Linked DNA regions of Mus musculus: region 1 is linked to region 2. Evidence: chromatin contacts called from public HiChIP or PLAC-seq data. All regions are on one chromosome and are shown on one strand. The core of a region is the stretch at or near the end of the contact, and the rest is flanking DNA. Distances in the headings are between cores, read along the strand shown. Region 1 has its middle 32 kb from the start of Appbp2os. Region 2 holds the start of Usp32 (ubiquitin specific peptidase 32).

The links. HiChIP or PLAC-seq counts read pairs in DNA pulled down with a chosen protein or histone mark.
Region 1: an H3K27ac HiChIP or PLAC-seq map of trophoblast stem cells shows a contact between it and region 2, with 14 read pairs. The contact joins the enhancer-like site here to the promoter of Usp32 in region 2. A contact is called at or near these places in 2 of 15 datasets of contacts at CTCF or cohesin (the NIH/3T3 cell line and large pre-B cells), 3 of 115 datasets of contacts at active chromatin or transcription factors (the SCID.adh cell line, extraembryonic endoderm stem cells and trophoblast stem cells) and 2 of 9 other capture datasets (adipose tissue and liver).

The regions. Positions count from the first base shown.
Region 1 is chr11:85,264,546-85,269,222 of GRCm38.p6, forward strand. No RefSeq gene overlaps it. Among named protein-coding and RNA genes, the nearest start is that of Appbp2os, 32 kb to the left of the region's middle. Within about 2 kb of position 1,791, at least 26 of the 459 cell types and tissues checked have an H3K27ac peak or open chromatin away from gene starts, as enhancers often do. A contact at or near this core is called in extraembryonic endoderm stem cells and trophoblast stem cells, where this site is marked.
Region 2 is chr11:85,137,798-85,142,353 of GRCm38.p6, forward strand. Usp32 (ubiquitin specific peptidase 32) reads right to left here and starts at 2,158. Exons shown (of 34, transcript NM_001029934.1): 1 at 1,914-2,158. The coding sequence starts at 1,971. It also overlaps a transcript of 1700125H20Rik not described here.

The DNA.
Region 1 (4,677 bases), core at 541-3,040, 130 kb after region 2:
AACATAATCTTGATATGTGGGAAAAGTTTGTCTGTCCAACCAAGACTCATTTTGAATATTGACTAAAGACAGCCATTCCTCAGCATGCATGAATGCCTGGGTAGTTCTGTGGACTTTCAGGCTGCTGACAGGCAGGGTGGGAGGGTTACTGAGAGAGAGTGCTGTTCCTGGGTTACACACAAGGAAGAAGGAGGGGAAGGAAGGGGGAGGGGTGCCCCCCCCCACAAGCTGCCTGGTCTGTCATCTCGGTCTGTCTGTGGCTAAGGCTGTGGAGGCCTGGTCCTGGCAGTTGAGAACTCAGCTCGACCTCTGACACCCGTGGTTCCAGCCTATGTAGGAATTTCTTTCCTCTTGCCAGAATCCATTCTCTCACCAGTTCAGTGGTCACGGTTGTGCGGGCCAGTGGCCTCTCATTCTTGGATTCCCCTCCACTAGAAATGGTCCATCTCTGGCTGCTCTGATGAGTGAATCAGGACTGTGTTCCATAGCTCTTCAGTTGGGTTGCTTGTGTGTGTGTGTGGGGGGGGTTATTTGTTTGTTTGGCTTTGCTTTTTTGTATTTTTGAGACAGGTTTTCTCTGTGTAGCCCTGCCTGTCCTGGAACTCTGTAGTCCAGGCTGGTCTCGAACTCAGAGATCTGCCTGCCTCTGCTTCTCAGTGCTAAGATTTTTTTTTTTTTTCGAGACAGGCTTTCTCTGTGTAGACCTGGCTGTCCTGGAATTCACTGTAGACCAGGCTGGCCTCGAACTCAGAGATCTGCCTGCCTCTGCCTCCCAAGTGCTGGGACTACAGGCATGTGCCACCACTGTCCAGCCTCAGTGCCAAGATTTTAAAGGTGTGAGCCACCTTCTGTCTGAGGAACTAGTACCTCAAAGACAAATATCATAACTATCCAGTGTATAGGGCGTTCCAGGTTACAGGATGGCAACCTGTAATTTATGGCTGAGGTGAGATACATTCTACAAATGTGCCTGTTTTTCAGATGAGGAGCTAGAAAGATGTCTGGTTCAGGGGTGGGGCAGAGTGTTCATTCCTCTGTGTGACTGCTGTGTGTGTGTGTGTGTGTGTGTGTGTGTGTGTGTGTGTGTGTGTGTGCACGTGCCTGTGTGTGTGTGTGTGTGTGTGTGTATGTGTGTGTGTGTGTGTATGTGTGTGTGTGTGTGTGTATGTGTGTGTATGTGTGTGTGTATGTGTGTGTGTGTGTGTGTGTGTGTGTGCACGCGCCTGTGTGTGGTTATGAATGGAAAAACAACTGTTGGGGGGAGGGTTAAGATCTGTGCCCTTGGGGGCTCATTGCTTAAGAACGCCGCTCTTCCGGGGAACCGGAGTTCAATTTCCAGCCCTCCTGTTGGGTGTTGCACAGGCAGCTGTAGCTCTAGCTCCAGGGCAATCTACCTCCCAGGGCACCAGCACTTAGGTGCACAAACATACACAATGAAAAATGAACGTAGTTTTTAAAAGAAAAGAGAAAAGTGCTTTGCCTTTCCTAAGATGGGCATGGTGGTGATGCCTCCATCCCCAGTCTTGAAACAGGGGGACTCCAGGTTGGAGATCATGTGTGAAACATACACACACACACACACACACACACACAGAGAGAGAGAGAGAGAGAGAGAGAGAGAGAGAGAGAGAGAGAGAGAGAGAGAGAAAGAAAGTCTGGAAAGTAGATAACAAACTTTGAGGGAAGACGTAATTGTAAGGAAAAAAGGGTCATGGGATAGGGACAGCACCAGCAGGGGAGGTGCAGCTGTCCCTCACAGGGACAGAGCAGTCCTTGCATCTGGCTGTCAGAGAGGTCATTATGTGAATCATGAGGATGGTATTTTTAAGGTATTTCTTCCTCATAGTTAGAGGAGGTTCTCCCATGGAGTCAGTGAGCAGATTGCTTTTGGAGACTTCCTGGCCCTGTCTTGCACCTGGTGAATTTTTTCCTCCTCTGGTGATAAGGGACAGGCGCGTTCCCATTCCATACATTGTGACAGAGGCGGTTTGTGGCTTTAGGGCTTGAGAACTTGCTAGGGTTGGTTCCGATTTCTTGCTGTTTGGGGTTTTGGGGTTTGTTTTTTGGTTTGTCCCAGCAAGGTCACTATTTTTATTTGAGTCTGATCTGAGCTGCCCTGCTTCACTCAGAGATAATTTTCCTTTGTGCCTCTGATCAGGTTACCACACCTTGATAGGGTAACTTTTTTTTGGTTTGTTTATTGTGTTTTGCAAAACGGGGTTTCTTTGTCTGGATCTGACTGTCCTGGAACTCACTCTGTAGACCAGGCTGGCCTCAAACTCAGAGATCCACCTGCCTCTGCCTCTCAAGTACTGGGATTAAAGGCATGAGGTACCACACTCTGTCTAGGGTAACTCTAATAAGCTAAAATAACAGCCTCGAGACCCAGGAGTGTCTTCTAAAGAAAGAGCCATGGCTGAGATGTGGCTTTGTGACCGACCTGTTCCTCAGCAGCGGCCAACAGTGGTTCCAGGAGCAAGAGTAGACAGAGTCCCTCAGCATCTGTAACACAGCTTCCTCAAAGAGCCATATGGAGATGTTGTGTTATTTGAGCGTGCGTATGTTGGTGTGTGTGTGTGTGTGTGTGTGTGGGAAACAGGAGCTGTATACTTTGCAAATTAACAGGAGACCAAAACAGGAAAAAATATATCTTGCAATGTTAAGAGTTCTGCTTGCAGTTAAGACAGTTAAAAATAAATCCCTAGCCGGGCATGGTGGCGCACACCTTTAATCCCAGCACTCGGGAGGCAGAGGCAGGCAGATTTCTGAGTTCGAGGCCAGCCTGGTCTACAGAGTGAGTTCTTGGACAGCCAGGGGTACACAGAGAAACCCTGTCTCGGAAAACAAAACAAAACAAAAAACCCCTGTTTGTCCTATGTTAAGTCCTTGCAAGTTAAGGTTTACATTTGTAATTAAGAACAAGTTCCTGTTTGTCCTGTCCTAATTTCTAGTTAAAGAATAAGTCCTTGTTTGCCCTGTGTTAAAACCTTGAAAAATAAGGTTTCTGTTTGTAATTAAGAATAAGTTAGATCTTAGAGCTGATGTAAACTGCTTGCAACCCCATTCGCAAGATGTAATCCTTGCTTTGTTCCTCCCCTTTTATTGTATCTTTCTCACAGTGTGTAACAGCCAAGTCTCTGGCCTTAGGGCTCCTAGAAAATGGCTTCAGGAGACCAGGACAGGTTGCTCTCTTAAAGCTGGACTTAGGGTTAGGTAGCCATCTGGACAGTCCTGGGTGTGTCTCAGAATACAGCTTGCTTTAATTGAACAGTTGTGGAGCTGGTCTTTCTCTTGGGGGCTTTCAGGTTTAACAATAGATAGATGGATAGAAAGACAGAAAGATGGATGGATGGATGGATGGGGTGGGAGTGTAGGAGCTTGCTATAGCACCCCCATGAGATCTAAAATTTCATGGAACCAGTTCGCCCCTTCCACCCTTATGTTCCGGGAATCAAACTCTGGTGGTCAGCCTCACACGGCAAAGTGTCTTTACCCACTGAAGCATCTTCCTGGCCCATATTGAAGAGGGTTTTTGTTTTTTGTTTTTGTTTTTGTTTTTTGGTTTTTTTTGTAAATTCAAATATTCTGGAAAGGACACATAAAACAATTAATTTCCGTGGCCTGTAAGGGAGGGGAATTGAATGACTGAATGGTGGAGATGTGAGGAGACACCGAAACTGGAGTGGAGTTCTTTGGAAAGTCTGTTGGCTGGTGTTTTGCTAGGGTAACCATGTGAAGGCACGGCGCCTAAAAGAGGGCACGGGTATGAGAGGCAGACTCGGGAAGGAACGTGTCACTGAAGCAGACACAGGAGAGGGTGTTCTGCTAAAACAAACACGTGAAAGGACACATCATGAAGGATTCTTTGCTAGTGACATGCATGAATTGGTCTGCCTTACATTTTGTAGTTGAGCTGCATTTTTCGGACTCCACAGAGAGAAACACACCAAAAACTGTCTGGTGGTGGACTGCAGTTTCTTTGTGCTTCCTCCGGCTCAGACTGATTGGATGCACTTGCTGAGGCCCGACCTGTGCTGAGGCAAGGCCTGTGGAGGACGCGTGATGTTTGGGGGTATAAATAGGGCCCAACAGAGATAGAGCTTGCCTTGCTGGTACAGCTAGCTGTGCAACACTTGTGGGTCTCGTGTCTTTGATGATCTTCGCTTCCCTGAGAGACGCACAGCCGAGAACTTTTCCTGGTGTTCCTGTTGGTTCCTCCTGCTGCCCTAGGCAGAGGCCGGGCTGTCTCTGCTAGACTGAGTCACCGCTGCTATTCTGACTCTACCGAACTGGACTGCTGGTGTATCCGTGCAGTGTTGCGAGTAGATTGAGCTGCCACTGCCTGCTAACTTGTGAACCAAACTGCCGATTTCCAGATAACAGAGATGGGAGTTGCTCCAAAGAACCTTACTATACAGGTCCACTCCCTTCTACCGCCGCCTCCATCCTTCTTTTCTACTACCTCTGGTGGGTGGTGGGCTGCAAAGGAGGTTAAAGCGCTTAAGAACCATCATTAAAAATAAAGTTTGAGGGCTGGAGAGGTTAAGAGCATTGATTGCTTTTCCAGAGGTCCTGAGTTCAGTTCCCAGCAACCACATGGTGGCTCACAACCATCTGCAAAGCGATCTGATGCTCTCTTCAGGGGTGTCTGAAGAGAGCGTCAGTGTGGTCACATAT
Region 2 (4,556 bases), core at 908-3,407:
AGACAGTCAGGCCTACATAGAGAAACCCTGTCTCAAAAAAACAAAATACACAATCTTAATTTGATATAAAGTAAATCAACAAGAGCTGGAATAAAAGTTTAATTTTAGAATTTCTTAACGCCAGGTATATCACTGGTATTCACACCCTTAAACTTAAGGAACACTTCTGAACAGCTGTAAATCATTTGACTGTGCCCTATTTCATGCCATGTAAGCCATAGACTAATTGCCCCCAGACCTGTCAAGCTCAACAGAATTCAGGAAGTGACTGGTCTACTAGGGTTGGAAATAAATCAAGAATTTGGAATATTTCTCATACTGAAACAGAGAGAAAAAGTTCAAGTAAGATTGTACTTAAGAATAATCATCATGCAGCCGGGCGGTGGAGGTGCACGCCTTTAATCCCAGCACTTGGGGGGGCAGAGGCAGGTGGATTTCTGAGTTCGAGGCCAGCCTGGTCTACAAAGTGAGTTCCAGGACAGCCAGGGCTACACAGAGAAACCCTGTCTCGAAAAAACAAAACAAAACAAAACAAAAAAAAAAAAGAATAATCATCATGCAGATATGGTAAGGAAGAACCACTAAAAGGTGTATTTTCGCTATTCTGCTCAGCCCCAAAATTGATGCAGCTACAATTCTGTATCTTATTTTCTGTTTATTAGGTTGTGGGTCCAATGAACTTATTTCTCTTTGTATATGAACTAGATCTCATTTCTAAATCCTCACTTTAAAATGTCTTTTTCATCATATTTTAAGTTTCTATCCCAAGCTACTAAAAACACCTGGCGCATGACTGAATTTACTTATTTATTTATTTATTTATTTATTTTGGTCTTAGAAATCTGTTAACAATAATGTCTGGCCACTAATCTGCTTAATGTTTTTCACTTCTTACCAAGAAAATCCATTAAACATCAAAGAGAACTACAAGCACCACACAGACACACTCTCAAATCTCAGTCATGAAAAATTAAGTCACATTCCGGCCATAAACTGTGCAAGACACTTCCAGTTAGCACGAGCTTTACACTGACAATCGTATCAGAGTAAGTGGTAGGGGGTTGGGGGCTATTAACAACACAGTGTGAATCAGAGCCAAGAGCAGCAGCCGTTGACAGCAAGGCCAGTCTCTGAAGGGAGCTGTAATACAGTATCACAATGCTGGGTTTCCGAATGCCATTTTAAGGGAGCGAGGGGGTAAGAACTGGGAATCAAGTGTACTAAAACCGTCTGATCAATGTCCGAGGAGAGGAAACCTAAGACAAGGTCTTATGAACATCAGCTGTCTAATCTGTTCTCACCTTAAACACAACTTCACTTTCAGGTCGTTCTTAATCAAAGTCAACCGCTCAAAGGGTGAAGGATGGCAGGAGTAAATGGAAGGATAGTCATCGCCCTCAACAGAGAGGCAAAGACCCTGGGAAAACCAGAGGCTCCCTAATAGAAAAGGACTTCCAGGAGCAAAACAGAACGCCCTGTCTTCTCCTCCAGCCAATGCTGTTAGAAACCAGATTAGGATGTTGTCGGAGGCTTTTTTTTTTTTTTTTAAATGAAAGAGTGATATGAGAAAATGGCACTGAAGGATGAGGGGGCCTGGAAGGGTTGAGCCACCCAAGAACCGATGGTCAGGGCTTCCCTGCACCTAAACAAGATAACAACGCCAACCGAGTGCACCGGCAATGGCCAGCCAGCGCCCGGTACCCCCGTCACTGCCAAAGCTTCGCCCCCTCCCCTAGTGCCCCAATTCCCACACCCCGCTTCCCCTTCCACCTCCCTGCCCTCGATATTCCCACGGCTGGCCTCCCGGGTCCTTCGCCAGGCACCCCACGCCCCAGCCTCCTCTCCCTCCGGCCACCCACCCCTGGGCGCTCCGCGCTGGCCTCCCCGCAGCTCACTCGACCCCTCCCCCTCACCTCTCCTCAGCGCCTCCTCGTAGCTGAGGAATCCGATCCGTGACTCCTTGGCGCCCATGCTCCCCTCATCCCCTCGGCCGGGGGTCGGAGCCTGCTTTCGCCCCCACCCCCCTCCCGCCTCCTTCGCGGCGTCGCCGGCTGACGGTGTCGGCGTCCCCGGCCCCCTCCTCCCCCAACACTAACAAGTGCGGCTTCTGCCCCAGCGACTCCTCCCGGCCGCCGCCGCCGCCTCCATGCCGAGTCACGTGACCCGCTCCCACCCCGCCCCCTTCCCCTCCCTCCTACTCCGCCCTTCTCCTCTCTCTCCTCCCTTCGCGTCTCGCCTCACTCCTCCTCTCCTCCCTTCCGCCCCCACCCCGCCCTCCCGCCAGCACCGCCGCGGGTCACCTGACCCAAGGCCCGGGACGGTTCCGGGTAATGGCCGCCGGGGGGCCACGCTCCGCCCCACCCCACGCTAAGAGCGCGCAGGGGGGGCGGGGCGGCCTCGCCACACGTAGCACGTCATCCCTATCTTCCTGCCAATCCTAGGCCTCGAATCCCGCCGCGGCGCTCAGCTGGCCAAGAGGGCAGTGACTTCCGGGGCGCCCGAGGACGGGTCTTCCCGCCCCCCACGTTCTGGCGTTCGACGGGCGGGGCCGGAGCGATGACGGTTGGTGCTGCGGTGGCCGCGACCCACCTTGGAAGACTAGGGGAATGTTAGGGAGCAGGGGGGGTCTGAGGAAAGCGGTGCGGGCGACAAAAGGAGCGGGCAGGCGGGGGACCCCTAACGTTCGGGGGATGTTGGCAGAAGTGGAAGATGAGACTCACGGCTTCTCTGAGAAGATACCTCTTTTTCCTTCTAGAGATGGAGCCTCAGGACAGGGCAGTGGACCTTGTCGCAGTATTTTACTTTCTACGCCTTCCCATTCTCCAAACGCGGCTGCCTTAGCTTTTCTTTCAGAGGCCCAAGCCACTATGTTGGTCCATTTTTCCCTCTGAACCTGTTGCCTCCCTCCCCCAATTTTTTTAAGCCGCATTAGATGTTTTGTTTTGGGTGTTTGTTTCTGACGCAGGGTTCTGCTTTGTAACCCAGGCTGTCCTCGAACTTGTAGATTCGCGTGCCTCAGTTTCCCATGTACTGGTTCTACAAGAAACACCACACCCAGCCCTGCCACCTTCATGCTTCAACCAAACACTTGCCCTCTAAAAATGAGACAGTTCAAAACTGAGTAGCTTGCTTTAAAATACATATATTTTATGTATAATACATATGTATATAGTGTGTGTGTGTGAATTTAGTAGCATTAACATTTACATCGTTATTCAGTCTTAGTTTATCTTCAGGACTACTTGATCTAGTAGAGAACTGAAACTTTCAACAGTAATGTTGGTTCATCAAGGCAACTACATTTCTCCTGTGACTGGCTTATTTCACTTAACATGGCTCATTGTGTTGTAGCATATCAGGCATGTGGTTCAGCAATTCCACTTCTCAGTATATAGTCCCGAAGTATGTCTTTAAAGGGATGTGTGAACAGCTATTTATGCACTCAGCATTTATAGTATATACAATAGTCAAAACGTTAAAAATAAATGTCATAAGTTAGTAAACAAAATGTGGTGTATAAACACAATGGAATGTTTTTCCATTTCCTTTTTCTGGGTGGGGGAACCAGTGAGACAAGTTCTAGCAGTTGCCTGGACTGGGACTTGTGGCAGTCCTCCTGTCTCTGCCTCCAGATGTTGGAAGCCTATGCCCCACACCTGGTTCCCATTTCATTTTCACTCTGATGTGTATCTGTCTTCACCATGAAAGTCATGCCATTGGGTGGGTGGATATGGGGGACTTTTGGTATAGCATTGGAAATGTAAATGAGTTAAATACCTAATAAAAAATGGAAAAAAAAATAAAAATAAAAATAAATACTGGCAAAAGAAAACAGAAAAAAAAAAAAAAAAAAGAAAGTCATGCCATGAAGCTTCTCAATAAGGAAACATTGAAAACAATAGCTGTTTGATCTGAGGAGACTGGAGGTGCCAATTAGATCATTTAGGCCCGGCAAAAAATGATTTCAGTTCCTGAAGCCGACTGATAGTCACATGCCCTGCCAGCGAAAAGTGTTTCTCTACTTTCCTGGTGGACCAGATCTCCAGCGTGGTAGCCTTAGTCACAACACTGCCTTTTCCAGTTCTCTGAGGCACTCAGTAAGACCTGAGATTAGTTGTAGTACTAAAAGCCCATGGATCAGGAAGTTGAGGATATAATCCAAACCCTTTCATTTCCATGTGATCCGTTCAGTGTAGCCTCAGACAAAACAGTCATCCTATACAGTATGAATTCTGAAATAGATTATTTTGAAGGGAAACTAAAGCTTTCAGCTGTGAGGAGCAAAAATCCTTACGAGTTCAGATGCAAGATACAGTATGCGTTGCCGCCTTATCAAATAGTACATTAAGATGCTCTCACTTTACTAAGCACGGGTCTGGCTGTAAAACTGCACAGTTGAATTAGTTCAGAGCAAATTATTTTCTCCCCTTGTGGCACTACCCCACTCGAAAGCTGGGACTTTTGTTAGAATTTGAATTAAGAGTTAATTGCCACAAAAACATCTGGGAAGACTAGATTAAAACTTAATCAAGTTTAAAGTAATGCGTAAAACTTTC